Regions from separate parts of the Zea mays genome. Here region 2 is linked to region 1. Evidence: chromatin contacts called from public Hi-C data. All regions are on one chromosome and are shown on one strand. The core of a region is the stretch at or near the end of the contact, and the rest is flanking DNA. Distances in the headings are between cores, read along the strand shown.

Region 1 (6,732 bases), core at 1,617-4,116:
TTTAATCCCCCTCGATCCCTTTCGATCCAGACGCAACCAAAAGACCTTATAGGGTAACCTTTTTTAATAGAGCAATGTTGCGTATCTAATATACTAAGGCTATCCGCATCGGTTCCCCCTAAGTTCGGTCCCCTATATCCCACTAACGTGCCCCCTATCAATCTCATACCGGATAATACATTCCTGATGAATGATCACTCTCCAGTGTAGAGAGAATATCTCCTAGTTGATATTATAATTCCATGATAGAACCTTTCTAGAAGAAATAAAGTATGAGTTGAACACCAAAATTATTAATCCCGATAAAGGGATAAAGACTCATACAGTCTCAAAACTGAATAAGATGAGATACCAAAGGACTTGAAGTTCATTGAATAAGCACATATGCATTCTACGAGTTTTACTCGTGGTATATTCCACTAGATGTGGAATTACGGTATCCTCTAAAGCCCTGATGGCAATAACCCAGATGGTTTAGGTGTTACTGGCAAAATATCCCCATTATGAAAGAATAACAGACTATAACAATGTATCTGATCAATGAAGTATCTCTAGTGGATTATGATCTTTGATGGACTTTTGTTATACCATCATAGAAGTTGTAATGAATGAACGCCTGGAGCGACGAGTCATATTTGGAATATGTACTATTGCAACTATATTGTCCCCTAAGTCCTTTGGAAGGACAAGTTATTTGCTTTGCACAACTATGTGTATATTGTGGTGTATGATAGAATGAAAAGTGTAGCACCCCAACCTCATCCATCCTCATTGTCTCGATGAACAATGAGACACATATCTTGAAGAATGTGCTTGAGTTATGAGGGATAATGACTTTGACATATGTCATCGTCAGGGGGAGCGAATGTTTAATATTGATCATAACTTTGAGACATTGAATGTCATATTGTATTCTCTAAAGGTGTCAACTTGATGATCGATTTATGAACCTTTATGGAAGTTTCTATCAAATATGTAGATCTGGTCGACCGAACGCCACGAGTCAATGTGGCTTATTTACGTTGATACGTGCACTAACCTCGTGTATCCGAGAAGTGAGTTGAGGTAAAGTTCCTGAAATGATCCTTGCAACGATATGCAATTCGTTTGCTAAATATCTATGTGCATATACTTCTAGAAGGTGTTTTGTCATATTGAGACAATTTTGCAAGGATCAAGGGGAGCATATTTCTAAAGTTAGCCCTTGTAAAAGATTCGATGGAATCTAGATCCAGAAGATCGAAATGTGTCCTGATGACAACTGTTGTACTCTTTTTCCCATGGTGAGTTTTCCTGAAGTTTCTCACATAAGGTTTTTAACGAGGCAACAAAGTGCAAATGCAATTTGCATCACTATGCACTCTTTCTCTGTATTTTTTTCACTGAGTTTTTAGGAGTTTTAATGAGGCATGTGTTGGTCGCAATATTCGTCCAAGGGGGAGTGTTGAGAAACCCTAACCAAGGGTTTTGTGGGCAAATACCAGTTTTACCCCTGAGGGTCTCACTGTCTATAGAAGGAACTCGTACCATGTCATGATGAATAACAGAACATAGAAAGAGGCCAGAGGCCCAACCTACATACTGTGTCTCGTGTGTTCCTCTATGTGCGTGGTTTGCTAGGAAGGGAATGGGTCTTCCACATCTTCTCGTGCCTGACCTACTGATAGAGGGAAGAGGTGACTTCCATTTGCATGAGATGATAAGCGGAAGTAATAGCGTGGGCCTTTATAGTGGTAGTGTTTGGTTCGAAAAGCCTGATTGCGGGACGAATGTGTAATGATTATTAGGGTATGTACAACCCTAACACTGTTGCACGGTACTCCAAGTATAATACATAGGTAAAACACAATATAATACAGCGAGTGTGTCTAAAACATGTGTCTTACTATATTCATTGCACCAATCAGAACGTTCAATAAATTAAATTGACCAATTGAGCATAGAACCAAGACACGATGTCTTCATCAAGATACGTGTCTTGAGTTTTTTTACATTTACCCTATTAGACAAACTCGAAGACGCAACTCAAGACATCTATTGTACATGTCCTTGTGGCATCATTTGGAATACGTGCATTTTTCTGTTTCATGTATTTTTTCCGTGAGAAATAATAAACTGATTTATGTAAAATATGTATATAATTTCTCTGAAATCCCTTTATTCCAAAGTCGTCGTATGCTCTCTATCTTATCTTATAAAGTAATAGAAAATCTGACAATTAAATAAATTAAAATTAATGGGCCTAGTAAAGGCCCGCTGGCCCACGGACATGGCATGTGGTTAGTGTACACGTAAGCGACACAGACGTGTCTACGGCCGCTGGATGAGGTACCTCATTTTTTTTATTTCTTGTCTTTAAATTGTTTCTTGTCTTCAAATTGTGCACGTCATGTACAATCAATTTGACAATTTATAGGCTGACCTGACAAGTGACAACCCTAGTCGACTGTGGCGTACGCATATTCTATAGGAGTGCTTTGCTCTGCACACATATTAAATTTTCGCACCCAGAGAAGAGAGTGCAACTAATAAATCTCTCTGAGATATGTTAGTTTTTTTTTGGTCCCTGCGTCGATCTAGATCTTCAGTACGTGCAGCGAACTCTCTTTGAAAATCAATGAGAGTAGAAGACGGTTCAAACACGGTCGTCTTTAATCTGAAACGAACAATCCCTCGGCCGACAAAACACACAAAAGGTACGGGGGAGAGCGGCAACGACACATATGTGAACCGGGGGCTGCGGCGCGGATGTGACGCTTATTTAGCTGCGCCATTTGCTAGCTCTAACGGCCACACATGTGTGCCTGTGCGTCGTCGCCGAGTCAATGGTGACTGCAACGACGCCTCTTTTACTGCGATGCAACGGCCTATTCGGTTAGCTGTCTGACCAAACCGTTATGACGTACGGTCCTCAGCTCTCTCTCTCTCAATCCATCAGATTCTCTGTGTCCCAGAACAGTAGTACTAGTAGCGTTACTGTTCCTGCCTGCGTGCGGAGAGCAACGACTCCATTTGCAGCCAAGTAAGTTGGGTGTAGTACGACACGTAGGGGGGAGAAGAGACATGGCGAGGAAGTCTCTGGACGATCGACAAGGATGAGCTAGGAAACTGACAAACTGTGTGTGTTGTCTGCGTATGATCACTCGGCCATCGGTTTGTGGCAAGCTGTGGTCTGCTGATAAAGTGAGCACCATCGAAAAGGGTGCATGCATGGAGATGGCGAAGCAACTTGGCTCTGTTGGAGTTAGTGGGGGCGGCTTGGCAGCGAGCCCAGGTCGCTTGCTGACGCAGCGACGTAGCAGCAAACCAAGCCAGCTACGCTCACAAACTGCAACGCTGCGTGTATCTGTATCCTACTACCAATCGCGTTCAGGCAATTCAACGAGCGAGCCCCTATCTCGCCGCATCGAAATCGACCGGCGTCCGGCGACGATGACGCGCGGCGGTACGGTGTCCCGCTCGATCCATCGTCTAGAACAACCCGCACCTCCTGCTGGCCGCATTACTCATGCGAGGAGAAGAAAAGTCCATCTCCGTACTGGGACACCGGAACACTTGACTTGCCACTGCCAGTTGCCACTTCGCTCTCCCGCCTTTAAATGCGCTTCCCTCTCGCCGCCCGTTCCAAGCTCGACGTACGGACGGGGCACGTGGCAGGCCGCGGCCTGGGATGCCGACGGGCGACGACGGCGATCGCCACGCCAACTCCAAGGCAGCTTCTGCGTCCTGGCCGGATCGACCGTCAGCAGCCGAATGAGCCCAACGAACGAGGGTTGCGTGCCCGGGGCCCGCCGCTTGTTTTTATCCTAGGGCTAGCTGTAGCCTGGCGGGGACGACAACATCTTCTCTCTCTTTTTTTTCTTTTGAATTGTTGTTGTTTGTATAGCGACTGAACATGATATATGGCTTGATACTGTGCACATGAAAATGAAAGAAATATAGCTTGATACTGTGCACTTGACTTAAATTGCAGTAGTAAATGAATGATATAGCTTGATACTGTGCACATGAGAAATGAAAGAAATATAACGACTGGACACCGGGACTGGTGAATGGTGATCTCCTTTTTTTGTGGGTTTTCCTGTGGTTTTACAATTAGCAAAAACATGGACGGGCACTGCACAACGAATGGCAATACGAGGTACGCCAGAGACTTCCCGGCTCATACTATTGCATTGTCTATGTGACTTCGCAACCTACAAGGTTCTGTGTGTCAAATGTAACCTGTCTGCTCACTGGATAGCTATGTCTCGTTCTCCAGTTTCGTCAGTCATAAACTGGACAGCAGATAGCTGTTGTTTTGTCCGAGTCTTCGGACGCTGAGCTGATGCATGCTGAGCGTAGTACGGAGCTTGTTCCAAGGTCTTGTTTGGATACTATAGTATTCACCTCAATCGTTCCGTCAATTCTATATTGATTGGAATGTATTGGAATAGATATGGATGTATTTTGACTTGCTATGGATTTAAACCGACTCAATATAGATGTCCAAACAGGCCACCCGGCACGGACCCGGCCCGAACCCGTTTCGGCCCGGTACGAATAGGGCCTGGCCAAGCACGGCCCGTTGATGCTTCGGGCCAGGTCGGGCTGGCCCACGTGCCTAAGGACATGCCCAAACCCGGCACGCACAGGGAAAAATCGTGCCGGGCCGGCCCGTTGGCCCGGTGGGCCTCAACGGACCGGACCGGGCACTGGCCCGAACCAACAGTAGAACGGTATATAAATACATATATTTAACAGAATTAATATATATAATAGCATATTATTTATATATATTAAGACAACAAAATATTTATGTATGCATTTTATATATGTTTGGCCGCGTATTTAGTATTTACATACTATGAAAGAATTAAATGTATTTACATATTTAATATTTACATAAATATGCGGGCCACCGTCGGGCCGACCCATTTATCGGGCCGGGCCGGGCCAAAGCACGCGGGCCGCCGTATCTGCCCATACCCGGCCCGCTAAACGGGTCGTGCCGGCCCGGGCCCGTAACCGACCGTGTCGGGCCATGTTTGGATCGGGCTAAATTCGTGTCGTGCCACGGGCCAAACGGGCGGCCCGCACTGTTTGGACATCTATACGACTCAATATCACCCAATCCAGATGGATTAACAGTGAAATGAACAAGGCCTAAGGTGGATTGGAGTGAAAATTAGGTTAATTTACACTCAATCCACTTCAATACATATGTATCGGGTGAATATTAGAGTACTAAACAAAGTCGTAGTGGGATAGCGCTGCCACTTACGCGTTCGTGCGCACGGATGTAGGGCACCACGTCTGCCATGTCTCTACTCCTATAAAAATTAGTTTTGTGTGTCATCCGCAAAGCGCAAACCTATTCTTATTCTAGCTTCTCGTCTTTCAGTGATCGTTACCTCACACATGTGAAATTAGATATGTTCTTTTCCATCTCTTCTCGTCTACTAGTGTGTCGTTACTACACAGATAAACCATGAAAAACCATCCAAATATAACATGACAGGAAATTACACAGCGCAGCGCTTACACTTAGTATCACCTCGCTAGCTGCAGTAGGACGAACGACCGAGCGACCTATTAAAAGAAGAGGTCGAGCTCTTTTTCAACTCATACCTTTTTAGTCTTTTGACTAAAATAAAGTGTAATATTTGTTATTCTTGATTTAATATCTGGTACGTGGGCTCAGTTGTACTGCTGGTAGAGTCTGTCACCCTCGGAGGCGACCCGTCAGGGAAGAAAGATTCCAGAGCTGTCTTGTGGTCAGCATGCCACCTAAGATGCCTCTAGACGGTAGAGTCGAAGAGTAGTGAAGATTAGGGATGAAAAAGATTAATTACTACTGTTAAAGGCAATGATAATAGATTGATTGGTTCGAATGTATTGTGTTTCAATCGGTTGTTCCCTTTATATATAGAAAGAGGTCTGGACCTATTTCTAGACCTATCCCAATCGATGCTTACGTGCTTAGTTGGATAAACACGTGCAAGACAAGGACTCTCACTTTATTTAATCTATTTGTGGATCGTTCGAGCTACATTTGCAGTCCGCCCGATACGTACCATTCGAACCACATGGCCGGACCCGTCCATTCGTTGCCACTATCAAATATAGTGCTCAACAAGTTCTTATAAATAAAAACTGAGCTTCCAGACGAAATCGAAATTCACGTGAACAAGTGACAGTGCACATTTCACATTGGAAAATTATCACATCGAAGTGCAAACGACGAAGGAGGCCTAATGTACCATATACGAGCCTGATCCATAAAATGTCAATTTCTTTCACGTTAATGGGCCTGTGCAGAAGCCCAAAAGTATCCAGGAGACAGAGAAGGTTTAGGGTCTCTCATATCTGGCGTTGCGACTTTGCGAGCCTGCAATGGGCTTCACCAGTCACATCGGCCATCTTCTCCTTTTCCCCGGAGCAAAAATACGTCATCTTTCAAAGAGGCTAGCTTCCGGCCCAGTACCGACACTTACAGATAGGGTTAGAAACGAGCTCCAAACTCGGTTTAGTTCGTCCATTCAACGAGCTGGAAAAAAAAAACTGACTCAGCTCGTGAGATGCACTTTAACCATTATTATTATATTTTATAATAAGTTAATAGCATATAAATATGAAACATTGAATCATCATTCTAAATAACCTAAATTACAAATCGTTGTATATTCATCACCAAAAGGCACTGCTCGACCCCGGGCCGACGCTAGTGACGAACCGCTCCGAGATCGAGCA
Region 2 (6,732 bases), core at 1,705-4,204, 200 kb before region 1:
TTCCACACATATCTTGATGTCACAAGTGTAATATATCAAAGGAACAATGCATAAAAGCGTAATAGAGATTATAATAACATATTACACTTTGAATAGACTTAATGCCTTAACCTTTATTCATCAAAGTACAATGAAACATGGGCATTCTTCCATAGGAAGATGACCGGGGGTATCACTAGACTAGCATCCATCGAATTCACTATCAAAATCTTCATCTACAAAATTCTAATCAAAATTAAACAAGGGTGAGCTCACTTACCGTGGAGGCTCAGCAAGTGGGATAAAGATGCAAGGCTAATAAGGTAAGGTTTAATGTTTAATGCAGTTAGTATTTTAGTTGATCAATATTTTATTATTAACATCTTATTAATAAGTATAAGTATATACTAAAGCCATATTAAACTTAAGAAATATTTATCAGCATATATATATATATATATATATATATATATATATATATATCATAAATAATCACTATCATAAGCTCAATCCACTTGAGCAAAATAGAACACGACATGAGGCTCAATCACTTGAGCGAACCACTTAAGCATACCATTTACACAAAATCGATCACGATTTATTTCCATCTTCATGTTCAATTATCATATGAGGGTTCAGGCCGCTCGTAACCATGAGCATGATTGATATATAAATTTTACACTCTGCAGAGGTTGTACACTTTACCCATGAGTCACTATTCCCTTATAGCCCGGGTTAGCTAGACCCGTATTCACTTCCGAGGTGAATGGCTAGGGTCTCACTACAAGGCTTCTCCCTAGAGTCCTCGTTATGCGAATGTCAGAAATGGCCAAACTGCATAGAGCACATCTGACGTAACTTAATCTTATACCCCAGTCTGTAGGAAAAGCATGGGAACTATACCTGTATCCAATCAACCTGAGCTAAAAATATAAGAGCATTCTAACACCCAAAATCCTGAATTTGGCATTTGTAAAAGGAATCACAATAAAGTGTCAGATGAATAATTATACTTTGGAATTTACCCTTCTTAAAATAAATAAATAATACAAAATTTTCAATTTATTAGAATGAGCTATTCCCTTCAAAGATTATATAAAATATTCTTTCATATGTTAGAGTAACTCTTGATAGAGATAATGCCTTTCCATAAAACCAAAACAAATAAGTGAATATTAAATTTTTTAATGAACCCTTAATTGACTACATATTCAAAATAATGATTTAATAGTGTGTGCGTGGTGTATTTTGAGCATTCGCTTAAAGGAATAACTAATATATATATATATATATATATATATATATATATATATATATATATATATATATATATATATATATATATATATATAACTTGCATTTGTGTGCTGGAGTTTATGAGGATTATGCATATTTGAATTTGAACCACAAATCTGATTCGAATTTGAAATAGGGATTTGAAGTATGAAAATTGAAAGGAAAAAATAATAATAGAGAGAAGAAGCTTACCTTTACTTGGGTCGATTCTCTCATTCACGGCCCACTTGCGCTCTCAGCCACCTCAGCACAGCTCCAACCCCGCGTGTGCCTACCACTGCCTGGTGGAACCCGCTGTTTAGGGCCTGTTTGAGAGAGCTTTGCTTCAAAAACTTCAGCTTTGGTTTTCCAGTTTCACTATAAAACAGCTCCAGCAAATTGTTAAGGTGAGTTCCAGGAGCGTTTGGTTTGTATATGGACTCCAACTTCTATAGTACAATTGATTTGTGTGTGTTTCCTTGATTACCCTTGATGATTAGTGGGTTGTCGCCAGAGAGAACGGAAGTTGTATGTTGCGTAACCAGTGGCATGGTGGGTAATTTTCATATAGCTTCATGAGGAGATATAAAAACAGTGTTTTTGAAGCACCCTCTAAGGAGCTTCATGAATTTCATGAAACGGGCCTCTAGTTTCGATTTTTTTTAAAACTAAAGCTCGTGGAGCTGGACCTGTTTGGGTTGAAGAAGTTCAAACGAAATTGAAATTCTTGAAGTGAAGCTCTCCCAAACAGGGCCTTAGCCTCACTCTCGCCCCCGTGAGCTCGTTTACTCTGCCAGGTGTGCCCGCTTGGGCAGCTCATTCTTCTTCATGCAAAACAGAATCAAGCGCAGATTCGCACCGGCATAACAAACCAGTGCAATCCCAGCCGAGCATGTCGCCTCACCCCAATATAAATCTGGATGCCGAGGCACCCTTCCCTTCCAATCCAAACCAATTCCATATGTCGCCGAGGTAGGGGTCGATCGTCAACAGGAACCGAGGGGGAGCTGTGAGCCTCCACACCACTATCCACTGACCACGACAGAAATCGGAGTGACAGGATCGTCCGATGTTCGTCGTAACACCCCGAGGATGCCGGTAAGGTTTCTTGGGCCAGAGCATCGACCGGGACCAAGGAATTTCTCGCCGAAATTCATCACCGCCGCGACTCCGCCGCCTGCGTGGTCGTTGACCTTCCTGCGCACCAAACCACGGTACGAGTTCCCTTGATAGCTCCGAGCCAAGTCCGCATCGAGTAGTGCTAGTTGTAACACGGTAATTTCCGGGCAGTGCGGCGCCAATGGCTCGCCGGAGCAAGTACTCCATTGCACATCCCCGTCTCTCCGTGGCCAGTTTCGACCACCGCGGGTGCGCCGAATTGGACACTGCTGAAAGTTTCGCATGCCTGACCTCTTTGCGTAGTGCTTGTTCGCAAGGGAGAAAGGCACCTAGGCAGCCAGTGCTGCATACGCCGGCGATGCCCTATCGTGGAATCGCACGAGGCGCCGCCTCGGCCCTGGTCTGGGTAGGGGGGAGAACGGTTACTGTTGATCGTGTGATCGATGATGGGGATTGGGTAATCTTGGAGGTTGGCTAGAGTGATCTGGTACCGTCAAATGAGAAAGGCACGGTCCGGATTAGATTGCGTCCTCATTAAATCTGGGCCCTGCATCGCTGATCCAACTACTCACACTTCGTGTCGGTTTATAATGTTATAGGATCTAATCTCATCCACTGTGTTCAGATTGGACGGCTCCCATACACTTGTACCCTTCGGTGCATGCACAATTGTTAAAAGGTCCCTAATCTTTTCACAAATTAACCCACCGTCCAGGGGAGTTCTAGAAGCATTAGAGCTGGGTCCTGTTTTATTCATTTTAAACCTTGAAACCGCTGTTATTGGTGTCCGCAGTCCAAGGTTATCTGAGATATTAAAAATAAATGTAGAAAATGAAGTTAGGTATAAAAATAAACCTAATAATCTAGTAAAATCCATATCTCCTCCGTTTTAGCTCTGATTCAACCCGTTCGAGTTGCATTAGGTTCGTATAAATATTATCTACAACCTAGTAACCTTATTTTGTTATGTAATATGTTGTCAAAATCGAGCACTTAATTGGTTTAGCATATGTTTAACTAATCCAAGCACATAAAACTTTGGAAACTCATATCGCATTCATTATAACTCTGATTTTAGTCGTTCTTGAACCTACGCTCTCGTAGCAACACATAGAATATTCTTATGTTGTTTGTTCTCATGTTTTGTGTAATGTTATGTTCATGTACTCCTTTCCTATTTGTATGTATTGATATGAGTAGCAGTGAGGTTACGAGTCACCCGAAGACCAATTTGGTGAAGTACCTGGGATCTCAAGTCACACACAACTTGTGCCCATGATCACTCTTCTCTACCTAATAATGTTCTCTGGTAATCACTGTGACATGCTCAGGTTAATTTGATGGGACCCAATAGGTTTCCCTAGTTTTGTTTACCCCACACCTTGAAGACAAATGAACTGTTGGGTAGACTTGCTATTGCTCTATCTGGTTTTGGGAATTAAAGTTACATCTGAGTTATGACCATGTTCCAATTTTGTTGTTGTTTTAATTATTGTTCATGACAAGATTATTGTGTTAATTGGAACATGGAGCTTAACTTGAGACGACAGTGCTACCATAGGGGTGGAATGGGACGCCCTTGGCCATGTAATTAGGAAAGCTAGGGAGAGATTACCTTACCCGAAAGGGGCAAGTTGGGAGGTGTCGCTGGAGAGTATTGGGAGGTTCTCAGGTCAGACTATTTGTTTGGCTTTCTGGACGAGGGATTCATATGCTTCCTTCTTCCTGAAACCATAGCGGGTTTTCTCAAACTAGTGGAACTTTGGAAAGGTCTCACGGTGGATCGCTAGCCATTCACATTAGAAGCGTCTAAGGGTCTAGCTAACCCTGGCTAATCGGGAAACGCGTCTTGTGGGTAAACATGCACAACCTCTGCAGAGTGTAAAACTAGTATATCAGTCGTGCTCACGGTCAAGAGCGACTCAGGACTCTCGCATGATTAACTTTTGGAACTAAACTTAATCTGTCATATGCATTGCATTGTGGGTGTTATTCTTAATTGTGATCTCTTATTTAATTGGGTTGGTATCTACTTATACTTAGTAAGTGTTAATAAAACTTTGACCAACTTTAAAAAGCAATGCTCAGCTTTAACCATCTTCTTTGCTAAGCCTTACACTTCATATGAGCCCCACCGTAAGTGAGATCATGCACATTATTCCCTACAACTTGTTGAGTGATGAACGTATGTGAGCTCACCCATGTGGTACTCACATCCCCCAAGTCAAGGACATGTACCACAGGATATGGAGCATGAAGGATGTTGTGATGAGTTCATGAGAGGGCTAGGTCATCGCCTCCTAGACAACTATGGTTGCTGGATCGTTGTCTTCTTATGATATAATTATTTAACTAATTTGTACATAACTCCATTATATAGTAAAGATGTGTCATTCATTTCTGTACCATGAGTCATCATATGTGTGAGACTTGATACTAGCACACATTTGATTCGCGCCCGGGTTTGCCCCTTAAATCCAGGTGTGACAGAAGTGGTATCAGAGGAATGTTGATTGTAGGACGTTACCTAGATAGAACTGGACAACCCTTACCTACTTACCTTTTCTACTCTGATTCTTTCTAAACTTACCTTAATCTTTTCTTATCTATTGCTACTTTACTCTGATTACTCTTACCTTGTCTTTCTTAAAACCAAAAGTGGATTTCACACTTTGAAATCTTGTACCTAAAGTGACCTTTAGGAAAGGAGGCCTAATCTTAGGAACAAAAACAAAACTAGTTTTGTAGGTATCTGTACGCTTGAATGTTTGTTCTTATGATACCTGTTTGATTTGGTTCTTTGATTGAATGTGATGAGTTGTGGAGTAATGTCCACAATTGCATCTACATATACATATAGGCATAAAATGTGTTTATAAGATAACTAGCCGACCTAGATTATTCCCCATTAAAATGTATATAGTATCATAGATCCATCTTATCTTAACAGATTCTATCTTATCCTTGGTGATTCATCATATAAACATAGTTATCCCAACCTAGACACAACACCGCCAACCAAAACTCTGATCCTTCCGTATATGACCAGCTACTAGGCTATTTGTTCTGCCTACTAAATTATTTCCCTTGCAAAAATATCTTAACATATGTCTCTAACCCAGATGGTTAATATCAGGAGGGGAGGAGGTCTTGATCTACCTACTCGTATTCGTCGCAGAAGGATAGTTACCCAACCATAATCGGAGATGAATCCTCCTCTGAATCCCCCACCGGCTAGGACAGATGTTGTAGCTGCCGCTCGGATGCAACTACTACAGCAGATGGCTAGCACCATGACACATATGCAAGCGCAAATCCATCAAGAGCGTCAAAAAATGTGTCAAGAGCGTCAGGAAATCCATCAAGAACGATAGGAATGACAGCAACTACCACCTCCACCAACCCAACTCCACCCAGGGATAAGCACCGAGAGTTTATGAGCCATAAGCCACCCACCTTGTCTAGCTCCCCAGACCCACTGCAAGTTGACAACTGATTAAAGTCCATGGAAAAGATGTTCAATATAGCTCAGTGCACTGATAGGGAGAAACTTCTATATGCATCGGGTCGCCTCACTGGCCCTGCTGCAGATTGGTGGGATGCATACTGCGCAGCACATGCTGCAGCTGACACCATCTTCTGTGCAAAATTCTCCACTAACTTTAGAAACTACCACATTCATGTTGGTCTCATGAAGATTAAGAAGAAGGAGTTCCTATCCCTCAAACAGGGAGGCATGTCAGGAAGCGAATACAAAGACAAATTCATCCAGTTATCCCGATATGCTCCTGGGGAAGTTGATGATGATGAGAAAAAGCAGAAACTATTTCTAGAGGGATTGATCGGCCACTCCAATACCAACTGATGTCCCACACATTCACGTCCTTCCAGAGACCGCTAGACAAGGCTATAGCTCTAGAACACAAGAGAGTTGAGCTAGGAGAGAAAAGAAGGGCTACTAACCAAGGACAAGTTGGAAGTAGTACTTGTCCCCATTATGCTACACCTCAAGGCACGCCAGCTCATGACAGTTTCGGACAACAAACTCAACAAAATCAAGCTATACCCTAAGCAAGCACCTACAAGGGACCTGTTGCTCCTAATGCATCCACAAACAGGTCATGCTTCAAATGTGGATAGGTCGGTCATTATGCCAACTACTGTCCCAACAGGGTTGCTTATATCACTCCAGCTCTGATGAAGTAGGGTCAGGTCTCAGGAAGTAAGAGTCGGGCCTTATCCGTCAATCGGGGATAGGTCAACCATGTGGAAGCAGAAGCTGAACCTGGAGAACCCGAAAACCTGAAAGAGGTGCCGGTTGAAGGCAAAGAAGCCAGTGAAGAGGGGAATGAGAAACAT

The links. Hi-C and Micro-C count contacts between places; a contact is called where the count stands out from the background.
Region 2: a contact with region 1 is called in a Hi-C map of leaf, with 5 times the contacts expected there. The contact joins two enhancer-like sites. A contact is called at or near these places in 5 of 25 Hi-C or Micro-C datasets (bundle sheath, ear, endosperm and 2 more).

What each region holds. Positions count from the first base shown.
Region 1 is chr7:116,853,270-116,860,001 of Zm-B73-REFERENCE-NAM-5.0, reverse strand. No RefSeq gene overlaps it. Among protein-coding and RNA genes, the nearest start is that of LOC103632738, 73 kb to the right of the region's middle. Within about 2 kb of position 2,866, at least 13 of the 20 cell types and tissues checked have an H3K27ac peak or open chromatin away from gene starts, as enhancers often do. A contact at or near this core is called in bundle sheath, endosperm and leaf, where this site is marked.
Region 2 is chr7:117,052,898-117,059,629 of Zm-B73-REFERENCE-NAM-5.0, reverse strand. No RefSeq gene overlaps it. Among protein-coding and RNA genes, the nearest start is that of LOC103632739, 55 kb to the left of the region's middle. Within about 2 kb of position 2,954, at least 17 of the 20 cell types and tissues checked have an H3K27ac peak or open chromatin away from gene starts, as enhancers often do. A contact at or near this core is called in bundle sheath, endosperm and leaf, where this site is marked.